Linked DNA regions of Hordeum vulgare: region 2 is linked to region 1. The links are chromatin contacts, called in public Hi-C maps. All regions are on one chromosome and are shown on one strand. The core of a region is the stretch at or near the end of the contact, and the rest is flanking DNA. Distances in the headings are between cores, read along the strand shown.

Region 1 (5,020 bases), core at 1,806-4,305:
TGTACTCTCTTGATTGCCGCCGGCGCCTCGTCCTTGGACGCTAGTAGGACGACCCACATAAAGCGTGTGGCGTCGTCCACCAGCAGGAGGAAGTACTTCTTCCCGCCCGGTGTTGTAGGCGTGATGGGACCACAGAGGTCGCCGTGCACTAGCTCAAGGCGCTCGTGTGCCCTGTACCGTGCCAGCCTGCTAAAAGGGATGCGCCGCTGCTTTCCCGCCAGGCATGCATCACAGAGGCGATCCGCCTGGTCGACTAACGGCAGGCCATGCACCATTCCCTCCCGCGCTAACTTGCGCAGGGCGTCGAAGTTCAGGTGCCCGAAGCGCACGTGCCACGTCCATCCCGCGTCCTCTGCGCTTGCCGCCGCGAGGCACACAGGCTGACTGATTTGCAAGGAGATGGTGTACAGGCGATTTGGTGCTCGATGTACCTTCGTGAGTAGGCGTCGCTGACGATCACAAACACGGAGTACCCCGTCCTAGATCAGCACCTGGCATCCACTCTCATCGAGCTGGCCCAGGCTGATGATGTGGGAGCGCAAGCTGGGTATGAAGTACACCCCCGTAATCGCGCGGTGCTCGCCTGTCTTGCAGGTGAGTAGGATCGTCCCCCGGCCACATATGTCAACCGTGGATCCGTCTCCCATCTTGACGGTCCCAGTAACGGTGGTGTCGAGCTCGGCGAAAATGGAGCGATCTCCCATCATGTGGTTGGATGCTCCAGAGACCAGATACCACACTCCACAGCCACCGTTCCCCTCGTGTCCGAGGTTGGCCTGGATAGTGTCTTCGACGAGATGGACGAGAGCAGCCAGCGCCGTGTCGGGGTTGTTGTCGAACAGGCCGCATACCTGGGCCATCAACAGCCCTGGTTCCTCATCATCAGGGCCCGCCTGTACGAGATGCGCCTCCCCGTTGGGCTTGGACTTGCATTCCCATGCCCAGTGCCCCACTTGCTTGCAGTAGCGTCAGATGTCCTTGTATTTGTTGCCGCAGCTTCCGCCACGGCCCGAGCTCTGTCCGTGTCCTCCGCGTCCACGCCCACGGCCGCGGCCACGGCCGCGCCCCCGACCGGTGCTGTTCGAGGACCCATCTCCTTCCCGCTGCTTCATGCGCGCAAACCACTCCTCCTCCGTGAGAAGCAGCATGCCGACGTTGTCACCCGCTCCGGGCGCGGTGTCGAGTTCGTATCTCTCCTCCGCCGCCATAAGCCTCCTGATCAGCTCTTCGAGAGGGAGTGTGTTCAGGTCCACCAGTGTCTCGATCGCGCACGCCATCGGGGAGTAGAATTTGGGCACGACCGAGAGAAACTTGCGGACGACTACGGGCTCGCCGATCTTGTCACCAAGCAGCTCGAGTTGCGTGACCAGAGAGGAGAGACGCATACCAAAGTCATCGATGCTTTCACCATCGCTGAACTTGATCGCCTCGAATTGCCGGCGGAGGGCCGTTGCCTTGGCCTCCCGGACGCGGCTCACGCCGAGCCGCATCGTCTTGATCGTGTCCCACGCGTCCTTTGTCGTGTCCTTCGCGGCGAGTGTGGACACCATCGCAGGGGGAACCGACCGCAACAGGCACTCCATTGCCGTGCGGTCAGTGTCTCGCTCCGGCGTCCCGTCATTGACGGCCACCTAGAGTTGTCGCGCCTCCAGCATGACCTGCATCAGGAGGGCCCAGTCGGAGTAGTTCGTACTCGTGAGCATAGGCCACGCGCCCCCGGTGTCACGCACGACGCGCTGGTGCACAACCATCGCGCCTCCCGTCACCCCGCTGATCTCGTTGTTCTTCTTTGCCGGACTGCTGGGTTCCGTCATCCCTCACAGGTCGTCGAGCACGAGGCTCTGATACCAATTGTCGGGCGAAACCCCTTCGGCTAGCGTCTCGCCGGAGCTCACCGGCGATCGAGAAGAAGAGTAGCTCACACGCGAGAGGGAGAGAGAATATTTGCTGCACAACTGCCTCGCAGCTTTTCAGGCTTTTCTTACTTAACTGAAATCTGTTACAGCGACTGAGAGGAAAAAAAACAAGGCCACCAACGGCCGATGCTATCTTCACGGCAGCAATCCTCGCGACTCGTGCCATCCCACGATTCGCATCATGCGCGCATGAAGTGGCCCTCGACGACTCCATCAGCCCTCCTATTCCGTCGCGCCATCCCACGACTAGGCCAACTAGAAATCAGCGAGGGTTTTTGCCTAAACCTACACTACTCCCTGAACCGAACACTACACAGAGGTTCAGTCCAGGATTTTATGCTGAAAGCGAACACTTCTACTCCATGGCGATGATGATGATCCCACCATGGCTACTGAACTTAAGTTTAAACCTGACAATATGCAGGATTGCTCTATCGTCCATCGACCGAGTTCGGTTGTTACTGTACACGTATGTTGTAATAACTCGTTAATCTGCCATTCACTACAATCTAAAGACAACTATTCATAATAAAAAATATCATATCAACGATAGAGATGCTGCGACGATGGTGCTCATGTAGTCAGGTTCCCGGCGCCTACACGTACAGACAACACCGACGGCCTGGCAGAGCACCTGCAGGACAGGAGGCCGGAACACAAGATCCTCAAGAGACCATCATTTCTTTCATGAATTGTAAGTTTCTGAAGCCTTACAATTGTTTGATTGAGCATGGTGGATAAAAATAGTTGGTTAAGTGTTGCCGAGGAGGATTTTGTATCTCGATGTCGACGGAAAGGTGAGAAGGGCTGATCGAACCTACCAAGCAACGGTTAGTTGTGCGGTGATCATGATTTGCGATCGGGATTACTATTTGTAGCCGCGGGACACCTTGTTTTGCAGCTACTATACGAGGTAAGCACTCAACTTCCGATGGCCCCGTCGCCGTCCGTTTGGACTTCATGCACCGAAGCCGATCTTGTCGAGAGGCGCTAGAGGACTGTGTCGCGCGGCGTAAAAACACTGCACTGGGTTTCCGATTAATCTTTACTCCTTTAAAAGAGCCAGTTGGTGTTGATGGTCCGTCTGCCCACTTCGGTGAGATGATAATAAAAATACACGGAGTGGCAAGAGTTGAACCGCTACCCTGCCTATCCTTTGCGTGAAAGACTTCTGAAGCGCTCCTAGCACCGGCCATTCTCCCCAATCTATGCGTCTCGTCTCTCCCCCCTCCTACTCTCACAGCCTCCCCCAATCCCGTCTCTCTTGCCGCCTCTGTACTCCAATCCCAGTCGCCGGCCTTGAGATCCAACCCCTCCCTTCAAAATTTAAACCGCGATGCCGCATGGCCCGATTACTCCCGAGGTTCCCATCCCTTTCACCAGATTCAGTTTTTGCCGCCCTATTCGCTCCTCGTCGCAAGTACTGCGTGAAGTTCATACGCACTGCCAAGTCGCTCGCTCACCCGCACGGGAACGAGGAAGCCGCAAACCCGTGCTCGCTCGCCGTGCCAGGGATTGCGTGGAGGACGCTATCCTTCCCGTACGCTCGCTCGCCATCGTTGAGCCTCTTGGAGCTCGCATCCCCTACGGGCGAGCTCGGCCAGGGACTGCAGCGCCATCTCACCTTCGCAGCGCGGCGCTCCGTCCACGAGCAAGCAGACAGTTCGTCTTGGTCTAAGCTGCCTTTTCCCCTTCCATCCGAGCACATCGGCCTCTTCGGACACTCACTTCCTGTACGTCTCCACAAGGTACATCATGTTTATTCTGAATCAGTTGGTGTATAGCTTAGTATTAGTAAAGTTTAGTTCCTGAAAGAGGGTGGGCCGGAATATGACATGGACGGTGCCCGCGCGGTGCCGGAGGTCCGTGAACTGGCGTAAACCCGTGCACCCTTGACGCAGCTGCAGGTGGATTGACAACTGATATACTACTGCAGTTTTTTGTCTGTTTGACATTGCCCAGGATTTTTGGTTTGTTAGGAAATACGCTTAGTTCTGAAGAGTTTGAGAGAAGAACAGTAGTGCAGTTTCAGAGGTAGACCCGTTGAGAATTGCTATTACTTTGAATGGGTTCAGAAGCACCTGCCAAGCAACCCTGTCTATTGATCGAGCTGCTTTCTTTTTTAAATTAATGAATGCGAGTATCATTGGATGGAAAATGAGCAGAAAACCTCATCCGGATTGCCCTACATTGTAGGGAAAAACCTGCATTCTATATGCATGGGTTTACATAGGTAGTTCAGAGACAACGGAAAACAACAAAAGAGGAGTAACAAATCATGGAATGTAGGCAAAGAGAACGAACAAAATACAGTCCGAGTAAACTTATAAAAAATACTGACAGAAAACAATATAATCCTTGTGGTTACCAATCAAATTATTTTGGGTACACTTGTCGTGCTTTCCATGGTAATTTATAAACAGAACATGTGTGTAGCCATTTGGAGTAGGACCATGAATATTCATATGGTTGAACAGCTCTAGAGCACGGGCTCAGATGCTCTCGCTCACGAAAAAAATAAAAAGAAATACTAGAAAAAATAAAAAAAAACAATTTTTTTTGTGTGGTAGATAATTTCATGCGTGAGGTCCGCTCCAAATTTCATCTTCTTTGAACATCTGAGCAGCTCTCAGCAAAAAAGACAAATCGGCTCAGAAAATTCGTGAACAATCAACCTTTTTTCACAGACCCAGATTTTGTCTTTTTTTCTGAGAGCTTCTCATATGTCCAAATAAGATGCAATTTGGAGCGAAGCTCACGCATCAAATTGTCTACCACCCAAAAAACATTTGGAGTTTTTTGAATTTTTCTAATATTTGTTTCAATTTTTTTTGTGAGGAGGGGTGGAGCTGAGCCCGGGTGCTGAAACGCCCTACTCCTTTTACATTGCTAACTTTATAACTTCTCGTAGACGAAGATTCATTTGCAAAATGCCTCAATGTCCAAGCCAACGGTCTACTAAAGGAAAAGAAGGTTATTATCCTGTCCCTTAACGTTTGTCTTTAGTATAAAACCTAAACATTGATAGCTCACATTGCAGTATTTGTAACAGTGGTGGAGGAACATAACAATAGAAAGAGGTCTCGTCGTAATATTGCAGCGAG
Region 2 (5,020 bases), core at 996-3,495, 420 kb before region 1:
ACTGAATCACCAGCAATAAGTCTCTTTCCACTGATAAATAAGCTCCAGCCAGTAGTCAGCAGATGCCTTTTAGGCTGGCCTGGTGAAGAGAAGCACTCATGAAATTAGTGCATTATTCCTTCCAAAGAAAACAGTCGAATGGATTAAATCATGAAGGAACAGAACTGTAGGCCAAAACAGATATATGACATTAAAATATGGGCTTGGCTAACTTCCACCAGCTTTCATTCATGCGTTGAGAGGAACTAAAAAAACATTTGACTTGCCTCTAAATATATGACGGAATGTCCAAATGGTATCATGTAAATCCCTGGCCTGGAGTTCCTGAGCAGGAGGTTGCAATGAGAAGTCCTACACATGGTACAACTCGAACAAATAAGAACAAACCAAAAAAAACACTCAACACATGATTTTACATCAGAAATAAACTATGCTTACAAGACGAGGGAAAATCCTCTCTGCAGCACGCCGTGGCACGGAGAATCCTCCATGAGTGCTCGTATCACTCGCGGTCAATGTTTTGCAGAAGAATTCTGTTTGTGGCTTGTTTTGTTTCAGGGCAAGCTCTGATGCCAGCAATATCTCCTTGTCACACTGTGTCACCTAGCAGTTACAATCCCCAACCCATTTTTAGGCAAGAACTATAAAACCATGGCAGTACAAGTACGTCTCGTAATAAAACGATTTCTCTGAACTTTAGGAAGTGACACTTACATTGCTAACTGGCTGGAGAGTCATCCGAGCATAAACTTCATCCGTCTCAGGATCAGACTGTCAAGTTTTGTCGAGAGAACAATGACGCCAACAGGTTAGATCGTCCGCATAAAAGAGCACAGGACACGCATCTGGTGTCCACTTAGTGGTGTTTGCTCAAAGTGGTAGTGGTTACCTGCATAGTGACGCTGTGGAGGATGCATATCAGCTTTGATGGAAGATTTGGATAGCTTGGAATCTGCGCGTCTGCATCCTTTCGCATAGATGCTGCGACCTGACATTGCGTATCAGGGAATAAATACTTCTTTTTTGCACTGGAACTCCAGACCACTTGCATACAACTTGCAAATTTGCAAGTGGTTTTCGTAATAATGTGATTTTAATGGACTCTCAACTGAACTTCTACACAGAAAACAGGAATTGCTCCTATGAAACCTCACACTAAATCAGAAGCACCCATCTCTAATACCTAATATAAGCAAGTGATTCTTGGAGATACAACCAGGAACCGAGAGGTGTTTCCCGGTGATTCTTTCATGGTTCTGGTCCATCATGATAGATAGGGACAGACAACCGGGGTACCATGTGAGTTCCCATCAGAGATAACATTGGCAGGGATATGATCAAGTATGAACCAAGCCCAAAAAAGGTTGCATGTCCTCAGAGTTGAGACTTGGAACAGGGTAAGACCGTAAGAGTAAGACCAAAACTCTAGGTAGAAATCCAGCTCCCAAATTTCTTATCTTCTATTCGAAAATAAATTCCAAGATTCTCTCACACTACACTACTGAAGACAAAGTCACCGGGAAAAGAATTAGATTTGCCTCTCAATCAATCAAGAACTAAAACAAAGCAGTTGTCTGTCTGCAAGACGAAACCGAGGGGCTCAAGAACCATGAGTTGACTAATATATGGTTGTCTGCTGCCAGCCGCCGGACACGGAGATGAAGCGACCATGAGGCCGCTTCGTGCCGGCGGCTATCGCGGGGAGGGAGGAATCATGAGCGCGCCCGCGAGCACGAGGCGGCCAGAAAGGGACAAGAGAAAGAAGAGAAGACCAAAAAAAAAGGGAGCGTTTTTTCCTCGTCCAGACTCCAGAGAGGGGGAGGAAAGCAACAGCTTTGATCAGCAAGAGTCATCGGAAGCAGGAGCTGGGCGGCCATACCTGCTCGCTGTGCCCCTGCGGGAAGTAGACGACGAGGCTCCCCGGCGGCGGCAGCGCCACCAGCGGCCCCGCGCACGCGTACCACAGCTCCTGGTTCACCCTGCTCCCCCTGGGCCCCTCCCCGCCGCCGGCGCCAGAGCCCTCCGGCGCCGCCATCGTCCGCGCCGCGCACGGCCGCGGTCACTGGTGCCCCCGCCTCCGCCGCCGCCGCCCGGGTGGCATCGGCGGGTCGCCGGCGAGGGTGGGAGGGGGGAGAGGAGGGACGGAGCAGCTCCCGAGGAGAGGAAAACACTCGGGCGGAGCGAAGGAAAGAGTAATATAATACTGCGGTCTGCGGGAGCGCCGTGCTGTGGCCAGTGGGCAGTGGCGGAGCGCGCTGGCCGCCGTACTGCTCGGCTTTGTTAAATTGCCTGCAGGCTTCGATGATTAGTTCATTGATTGATTAGCCTCGCACGGGCGCGGGATAATTGTTTCTCCGGGAATCAGGCGCGCGTAAGAGCTTTCGAGGGCGGGCACAGGGCGCAGGATTCAGGGGGGAATGCGTGAAATGGAATAAAAATCTGCGGGGCAATAGAAAATTTTGCAGGATGCGTCAGACAGAAAGAAAAATGTGCAATAGCTTAGGTGGCCTTTTGATTCGATTCTGAGACCCAAAAGGTACGTTAACTTTTCTCAAAAAATACACAGCGGACGTGCCGCAGCATCAGAGCATCTTCAACCGTCTTTATATATTTACATTCATTTGTTATTTTATAAATATTTATCAAAAAATCTTATTCAGTAGCCTTTTTTTAGAAAGTCCATCATGGCTAGCTTTATTAAAACTCAGACAATAGTTCCATCGTTCATCAATTGGCTAACTAGGAACTCACGAGGTTCGTTAGTCCAACTGTCATTCCGTTTATTACAAAAACTAAATTTTGCTAGCTCATGAGTAACTGAGTTTGCTTCACGAAAACAATGATAAAAGATGACCTTTCCTATCGACGTAGACAAATCTATGCATTCGGCAAAGACCGCTGCAGCTGCAGCTGCATCCCACCATTGATCTTGTCCTTGACAACAATTGATGACGCTCAGCGAATCTGATTTCGCTTCTACTCTGTTGAAACCCAAGGAGTTCGCTAGTAATAATCCATCTCGCATTGCCATTGCTTCAATGGTCACAACTTCCGCTGCAAATGGTATAAATTTACAAAACCCTGCAATGAAATTTCCTCTTTCATCTCGTAGTACACCTGCAACAGAACCAGCCCCTTCATTCGCATGGAATGATGCATCAACATTAAGCTTTAAGAATCTTGGCTCCGGTCTCTTCCACCTATACTCCACCGGTGCTCTTTTGTTCATCACAAAAATTGTATAATTTTTAACTATTGCGAGGATAGATATATGCCACCTGAAGTTAGAAGGAATAGAATCATGATGAGTGTGTCGACGACGCAGCCACCAGAGATATCAGCATCTAGTCGCATTCACCTCCTTTTTCTTCAAGTTTGGCATCATTAGCAAAGGTTGGTCCAACTCCAACAACAAAATTCCGGAATTGCTGATCCCGATCTATCCACTTGTACAGCAAAGTCGATACAATCTGTTAGACCCAAACCGGCCCATAGGCTCTTTGCTAACTTGCATTGGAACAACATATGGCGTAAGTCTTCAGCCCCCCTGTGACACACTAGGCAAGCTCCATCCATAGGTATATGTCAATTAGCACGGATGGATTTCAACGGAATGATTCCTCTCAATGCCTGCCAATAGAAGATTTGAATTTTCCATGGCACTTGAAGCTCCCATAACTCCTTCCAAATCACTGCTTGCATGTTACTCGTTGATGATGAATTTGGATGATATTGACCTCTATACTTATGCGACCATTGTTCATGATATGCGGTTTTAACCGTAAATCTCCCGTGCTTTGTCAGATGCCATGCAATAAAATCATCAAAGGCTTGGAAATCTAGCGGTATTTGCAGAATTCTAGTTACATCCACAGGATAAAAATATCCTGTATCAATTGTTCATCCCATTGCACGGTAATAGGATCAATTAGCTCCACCATCCTTGAGATTAATATGTGTCCACGAGGAGTTATCACTCTCCTGTCCGGGCTGGTGGGGATCCAAGGATCATTCCATATACTCACATTCTCTCCCGAACCAATTCGCCAAATATACCCTCTTTTGAAAGTAGGCAATCCAGCTACCAAGCTTTGCCATGTATAAGAAGATCCAGCTTTTGGTCCAGCATGCAGTAAATCTGTATTGGGGTAATATTTTGCCTTCAGAATGCGAGCACAGAGAGACTCCGGGTTGATGATCAACCTCCAACACTGTTTTGCAAGTAGCGCCAAGTTGAATGAGTGTAGGTCACGAAAACCTAGACCCCCATCACTCTTTGGTATACAAAGTTTCCACCACGAGAACCAATGCATTTTTTATATTTTCCTCGTCATCCCCCCACCAATATTGAGCAATAACATCCATAATATCCTTACAAACTCCCTTGGGTAGGCAGAAAACTGACATAGCAAACACAGGGACGGATTGAGCTACTGCTTTCAATAAGATTTCCTTTCCCCCTATTGAGAGTTGTTTTTTCATCCATCCTTTCAGGAGTTTTTTTATTTTCTCACAGAAGTGTTCAAAATAGTCACTCCTATCTACACCTACCATTGCAGGTAATCCAAGATATTTATCTGAGAGAGCTTGGTTTGTACTATTCAGTTCCTGACATATTTCATCTCTAGTTTGCAACAGAGTATTTGGACTAAAGAAAATGCTTGATTTCCCAACACTTACCATCTGTCCCGAATTTGCACAATAAGTCTCCAACACTTGCTGTAAGGAAGTTACATTTAACATATCTGCCCTCATGAGAATTAAAGAATCATCAGGAAATAAAAGGTGTGATACTGACGGTGCATTTTTGCACAATCTTATCCCATCGATGCCACCAACTTCTTCTTCATACTGCAAAATGCTAGAAAGACCCACAGCGCAAATCAAAAGGAGATAAGGTGATAAAGGGTCACCTTGCCGAATCCCCCTCGAGGGAGTAAACATCTCAGTCTCCTGTGAATTAAAGTGAACCTTGTATCTTACTGAGCTCACACATGCCATTATAAGATCTATCCACTGG

The links. A called contact is a pair of places that touch in the nucleus more often than the background predicts.
Region 2: a contact with region 1 is called in a Hi-C map of seedling, with 2.8 times the contacts expected there. The contact joins the promoter of LOC123412375 here to the promoter of LOC123411866 in region 1. A contact is called at or near these places in 2 of 6 Hi-C or Micro-C datasets (leaf and seedling).

What each region holds. Positions count from the first base shown.
Region 1 is chr7H:186,378,931-186,383,950 of MorexV3_pseudomolecules_assembly, reverse strand. LOC123411866 reads left to right here and starts at 3,055. Exons shown (of 7, transcript XM_045104826.1): 1 at 3,055-3,649; 2 at 4,828-4,889; 3 at 4,969-5,020. The coding sequence starts at 4,847.
Region 2 is chr7H:186,798,249-186,803,268 of MorexV3_pseudomolecules_assembly, reverse strand. It overlaps LOC123412375 (auxin response factor 21-like), which reads right to left and starts at 2,245. Exons shown (of 13, transcript XM_045105321.1): 1 at 1,880-2,245; 2 at 890-988; 3 at 715-771; 4 at 439-594; 5 at 267-351; 6 at 1-79. The coding sequence starts at 2,035.